Regions from separate parts of the Pan troglodytes genome. Here region 1 is linked to region 2. Evidence: chromatin contacts called from public HiChIP or PLAC-seq data. All regions are on one chromosome and are shown on one strand. Each heading gives the region's core, a stretch centred on a gene start, on an enhancer-like site or on the middle of the called end of the contact. The rest is flanking DNA. Distances are from core to core; before and after follow the strand shown.

Evidence for each region. HiChIP or PLAC-seq counts read pairs in DNA pulled down with a chosen protein or histone mark.
Region 1: an H3K4me3 HiChIP or PLAC-seq map of stem cell-derived excitatory neurons shows a contact between it and region 2, with 3 times the contacts expected there. The contact joins the promoter of NOP56 here to the promoter of ZNF343 in region 2. A contact is called at or near these places in 2 of 7 Hi-C or Micro-C datasets (blood and stem cell-derived neural progenitor cells) and 1 of 1 datasets of contacts at active chromatin or transcription factors (stem cell-derived excitatory neurons).

What each region holds. Positions count from the first base shown.
Region 1 is chr21:9,283,733-9,286,621 of NHGRI_mPanTro3-v2.0_pri, reverse strand. It overlaps NOP56 (NOP56 ribonucleoprotein), which reads right to left and starts at 1,313. Exons shown (of 12, transcript NM_001244674.3): 1 at 1,282-1,313; 2 at 1,008-1,097; 3 at 546-660. The coding sequence starts at 1,284. MIR1292 (microRNA mir-1292) reads right to left here and starts at 1,161; the gene lies at 1,097-1,161.
Region 2 is chr21:9,139,389-9,142,208 of NHGRI_mPanTro3-v2.0_pri, reverse strand. It overlaps ZNF343 (zinc finger protein 343), which reads left to right and starts at 1,313. Exons shown (of 6, transcript XM_003316816.6): 1 at 1,313-2,007. SNRPB (small nuclear ribonucleoprotein polypeptides B and B1) reads left to right here and starts at 1,762. Exons shown (of 11, transcript NM_001280532.1): 1 at 1,762-2,007.

The sequences.
Region 1 (2,889 bases), core at 64-2,563, 140 kb before region 2:
TCGCGCCTGTAATCTCAGCACCTTGGGAGGCCGAGGCGGGCGGATCACGAGGTCAGGAGATGGAGACTAGCCTGGCCAACATGGTGAAACCCCGTCTCTACCAAAAATACAAAATTAGCCGGGTGTGGTGGCTGGCACAGGCTTGTAATCCCAGTTACTCGGGAGGCTGAGGCAGGAGAATCGCCTGAACCAGGGAGGCAGAGGTTGCGGTGAGCCCAGATCTTGCCACTGCACTCCAGCCTGGGGGACAGACTCCATCTCAAAAAAAAAAATAAAAATAAAAAATAGTTTGTCACTACAGTGCCCACAAGGAAACGTTAACACACATCCCACATCGTCTGCTTAAACAGTTTGGTCTAGCGCAGTTCCCAGACCTTGAGCTCTGTGAAGACAATTATTTCAAATTACACATTGTATGTCTCAATACTGCCTCACGCCTATCAGACTCAGAGCCAGCCAAGGACGGCAAATACTATCACAGGCTGCCCGAGAGGATTCCGAAAGGGACCACATCTCTCTGTGATACTTGGCGGTGGCCGACTTACCTTCAGACACGGCGTTGGCATTTTCCAAGGCAACCTGGGATGAGGCAAAGGGACAAAAGGCCACCAGACGAACGATGTTGTGGAATTTGCCCAGGTTGAGCACGGACTCCTCCACCTGGGGGGAGAAAGAGGCTAAGTGGTTTCCTTCCCTCCCTCCTGCTTCTGCGGCGCAGTAAAGCAGCGGTTCCCAGCCTTGGAAGCTCTTAAAATATGCTGATACCTGGGCCCCACATCCCAGCTTCTGCTTTAATCGTACGGGGGCGGCATCCGGGAGGCTTATTTCTAATTGCTAGAGCGATTCTACCCATGGGTCAAGGTAAAGACCCCCGGATCTAGAGCTTTCCAGGTCCGCCCCCCCGCCCCGAACCGCTCGGCCGGCCACGTGGGAGCGCGCTGTGCATGCTGGGACCCGCGCGACGAGGGTCTGCGGGGCCGCCAAAGGAGCCCACGGATCTCACCCACCTGCGGCTGCAGCAGACTGATCTCCTCCACTTCCTTCAGCGCCAGCAGCGCGTAGCCGACCGCGTGCTCAAACAGCACGTGCAACAGCACCTGGAACGGGAGCCGGGGCGCGAGCGTCAACGCAACCTCAGCGTCTGCCGGAACCCGTTCCCAGGGCAGGCGCAGGCGCAGGCGCAGGCCCAGGCCCAGGCCCAGGCCCAGGCTCTGTCTGCGGCCCGAACGCAGGCCGAAACCCCCACCGTCGCGTCGCCCGCGCCCCGCAACCACTCCTCACCATGGCGCCAGCTCCCGGGTTCGGCTCGCAATGCGGCTAGCGCGCTCCGGCGCGCGGAACCAGGCTCCAGAGGCCACGCCCCCGCCCCCCCGACCAATCGGAGGCCGGGGACGACACCATCTCCGGCCTTTGGAGGGGCCGCCCAGGGTGGTATCGCCCGGAGCGCGGGCTGGGTGGCGCGGAGCGCGGGCGAGCAGGCCTTTTCTGGCCTCTGCAGCTGCGCGGGCGGGCGTGGTTGCCGGGGACGCGCGGCCCCCGATCGGGCATTGCAGGCGGCGAAACGACTTGGGAAGGCCCTTTCGGGGTAATAGTCCGGTTCCTGATGTTCTTGTCATATGAGTTACGGGCAGCAGAGCTGGGTGAAGTCGGGGCGGGAGGTCCGCGTGGGGCGCGGCGTCCATCCCAGACAGAGACCGCTGCCTAGCCGGCTTCCCGCTTCGTCCGTGGCCTCGGGCCCCAGACCCTGCGCCCCACGTCCCCGGGACCCAGGCGTTCCCGTCCCCTACTCGGGGACGAGCCTCCCCGGCGCCGGGTGGGCGGTGCATCCTTTCCTCCCACCCGTAACGGGAGCGGTGCCCGGCGCGCTCTGGCGCAGACCCTGCTGGGAATGTAGCTCGCGCAGTTTTCTTCGTACTACTAATTTATTTATTTTTTTTGTTTTTGGTTTTTTTTTTAATGACTGTAGCAGGCAGTAACGTGCGAAAGAAAGACGCTCCGGCGTCTTCCTAGGCCAGTTTCTTGTTGCTGTGCTGCACGGGACGCAGCTCCTTTCGCTGGGCCACGTGTTGCTGCTCCGCTTGAGCGGCCCTGAATTCTGGGCGCTGGTGATCGCTGAGTGAATCGCAGCTGCTTCCCTGTCCTTGAGGGCGTCTTTTGGGCACTCAGGCGAGTCTTTAGAAGTGAGTTTTGCTTTAATAATTAATATTAACGTTATAAATCCAAAACCTAGTTATACTTAAGTAGCGTATCCCCTGGTATATTTTAAAGAGTCATTCGAAGGGGATTTTTTAAAATGCTGTATAGCTATAAACTGCATTTATACATTTAATTGTTATTTTGTTAAGCGATTGAGTTACTTGACAAAATCCAAGTACATAGTTCACTCACAAATCTAATATGTCAAACCTAAAAAATATGGTTGGTAAATCTTACTCTCATAATTTCAATGTGGTTTACAGATGTGGTTGAATTCTGTTACACATGTCTACTTACGAGTCAGAATCGTTATTCCATTTAATATTTTAAAATGGAATTGCCAAGTTAATCCATACATTAGCATGTTAAATTATTTTAACCGTCATGAATACATCAAAATAGACGATTCCAAAATGTAATGGAAAATACTAATGCTAATACTTCAATTTACTTCATTATTTCTGCCCTTAATCCTGAATCTTCCTGGAGTTACAGGTGCTTATCCACTAAGCCAGGGGTTTTCAAGCAAGAAGTCAGAATGCATTAATGGACAGCATTTAAAAAGATAGGATTGGGTGGGCTATAATCCAGAACTTTAGGAGGCCGAGGCAGGCGGATCATTTAAGATCAGGAGTTCCAGACCAGCCTGGCCAACATGGTGAAACCCCGTCTCTACCAAAAAATAAAAAAATT
Region 2 (2,820 bases), core at 64-2,563:
CCCTAATTTCTGTTTTCCCACACATAGTTACATTTCTTCCCTGCTATACAAACCCCTGATTTTGGTCAGTCAGGGAGATGGATGTGAAACTGATCTCCCATCTTCTTGGCTGCAGCACTCAATTAAGGCCTTCTTCCCTTGCAATACTCGTCTCAGTGATTGGTTTTCTGACTGGCAACCAGCAGGACCTACACCCAACCCCTGGTGTTTCAGTAACAGATTCTGCCCAGTACTAACACGGCAGCCTCCAAGACAAGAGAAGGGAATTGGTCCTTTCTGTGAAAGGCAGGACAGAATATCAAGAAATGTTTCTCTGTCTCCTGGCTCATAACGGCCTTGGGGCCATGTTCTCTATCTCCTGAGTACTGGAGAACAGAGAAGTCTCAGAAGGTTGATATTGGCAAGGTGAAAAGAAATAAGAGGATGGAAGGAGGTGTTGGAGAAAATAAAAACAAAATCTCCTGCTAACCCAGAAAATCCCCTTCACAAACGTAGAAAAAGAGAACAGTTTTATTACCAAATAATATTGAACTGGACTGGGAAGCACATTGTAGACAATCTGCTAATCAGATGCCAGACAGAAAGAGATCTTACTTTTTATCTAGTTGGGCAGATACAATCTATTACAAACATGTCCTCAAAATTAATGGTAATTTGCCCCCTTGTAAGAGGATTTGACATTGTTTGCTATACAATTTTTCATAATTCATTCTAAATTCACCTGGTAATTGGAGTAGCCATCTACACTAGTTAATTGCCTTTATCAAAAAGAAAAAATAAAACTTTTATCTGTGACAAGCGGGCGGTTACGAGTTTGGAGCTAGGCACCTAAGCTAAACTCCCAAGGTGACAGGGAGATAAGGGCACTATCTTCTTCACTGTTTACATTTCAAAGAGATGGCTCATCAGGCCTTTGGGGGAAACATTCCTATTTTGTAAAGTTGGCAGGTGCTTATTCAGCCTTTCAAAAGTATCAGGTACATATCAAAGGAGCACTTACACATAGATTTCTCATGGAAATACTCCAAGGGCGTGAGGTCAGGTTTATTTCCCCTTCAGTAACAAGTAAAATTTAATTCAATTTGTATTTGCCATTAAGATTTAAACGCTCCTCCTATGAGCTGAAGGTCTGATCTGCAAACCCCTAATTGCCGTGCTGCAGAAGGTACCAGCGTAGCCCAGTTTTAAAAATATTATTAGTTTTAAAATATATACATTTAACTCCTGGGCTCAAGCCATCCTCCAGCCTCAGCCTCAGCCTCCCTCGGGGTTACAGGAATCCCAGGCGCGCGCCACCGCGCCCGGCTCTAGTAGCCCAGATCTGAACCGGGATCTTAGATAAGAGGCCAGAGAGCCAGACTCCAGCCTGAGTGAAGCTTCCACCCTCCAGAAACTGGATGAGAGTCTGTCACTAACTTTGAGGACTTCGACAAGAGGAAGGTGACTACAGGCCACCCACAGGAGTGCACTGGTGTTGAGGGTAAGGGTTCAACTGAGACGCTGGGAGGCGGCTTTGCCCTGCCTGTGTGTCATAGGCAACACGAAGTCGAATCTACATAGTGCTCACGCAAGGTAGTTCGCGTGCTATGGAGCCTCAGCCCAGGGAATTCAGGTGGTCTGGTGCAGTAAACTCCACCCAACACACGCCTGACAGCGCGTTGCTCCCGCTACATTCGCCAATCGGAAATGACTTCTCTCGTTGACCCCAGCTTCCGGAAGCGCCTGCGGAAGCTGCCGCAGAGGCTTGTGGGGAGTGTAGTCTTTTTTTTGCAGAATGGGCCAAGGGGACAGAGACTTCACTCGGGAGCCAGAACCTGTTTTCAACATGGGTATTTTAAGAAGAGACGGAGAGGCTGTCACTGCAGTGGTCACTGTCCTGGAAAAGTAACCGTTGCACGGCCCAGAAGTGGCTCTGTGGCGGCCAATGGGAGCCGAAGCCTGCGAGGATGTTGGGAACTGTAGTTCTGGCGTCGGTCGGCGGCCGAGGTCCCGGGCACGCTGGCTCTGGTGAGCGCGGCCTCCGCGGCTCCTCGGCCCCAGGATGCCCTCTCTCGTGGGGAAAGGAGGGTCGGGAAAGGCCGAGCGTAGGTTAGGACGCGGGGTAGAGTGTGGCCGATGGGGAGTGCGGGTTGGAGATATTTGGTTTTTGGAGGAGGGGGCGCGGCTCGCGGTGCTCATTGGGGCGAGGCGATGGGGTGAGGCCCTGCTTGCCTGGACCTCCGCGGACCTTTTTTCCCCCCGGGGGGACGAGAGTGACGTAGAACTCTAATGCCTGTCTTGAACCAGGCGGGATTATTCTGGGTCAACCCGTTTTCGAATACGGAGGGCGGCCCCAGTCGTGCGTCCTGGGGTTTATTTGGGCTGTGGGGTTGAGTTCTGCCAGGGCCAAATGGACCAACCTTCCCGCGGCTGGGGTGGGGACGTGGCTAGGTCCGCACATCCCTGGGTGGTTTTTGGCTGGGGAGCGTCTTGAGTCCTGCATCACCGAGTTTTTCTGTTTTTTGGGTGGGGCTGGATATGTCCCGAGTGGAGACCGGGGTGGTTAGGGGGAGGCCGTCTCAGGCCCTGATGCTTGATGGGCCTTGGTTTATTAGGGGTTGGGGGGTTGGAAGTGGAGGTGAGCTTGACGTGGTCAAAATATCCTGAGAGGGCCTGGGCGAGTGTCTTGAGTCAGGAGTCCCTGGGGTTTTTAGGGAGGTGAGGGAGGTTTCGTCCTCTGATAGTGGTGGGCTGTATCACTCTGACAGGCATCTAGGCAGCTCTTTTGAATGAGGGCAGGCCTTTTCTCTGGGACCTGTTGTCTCAAGGTGTGTCATGTGG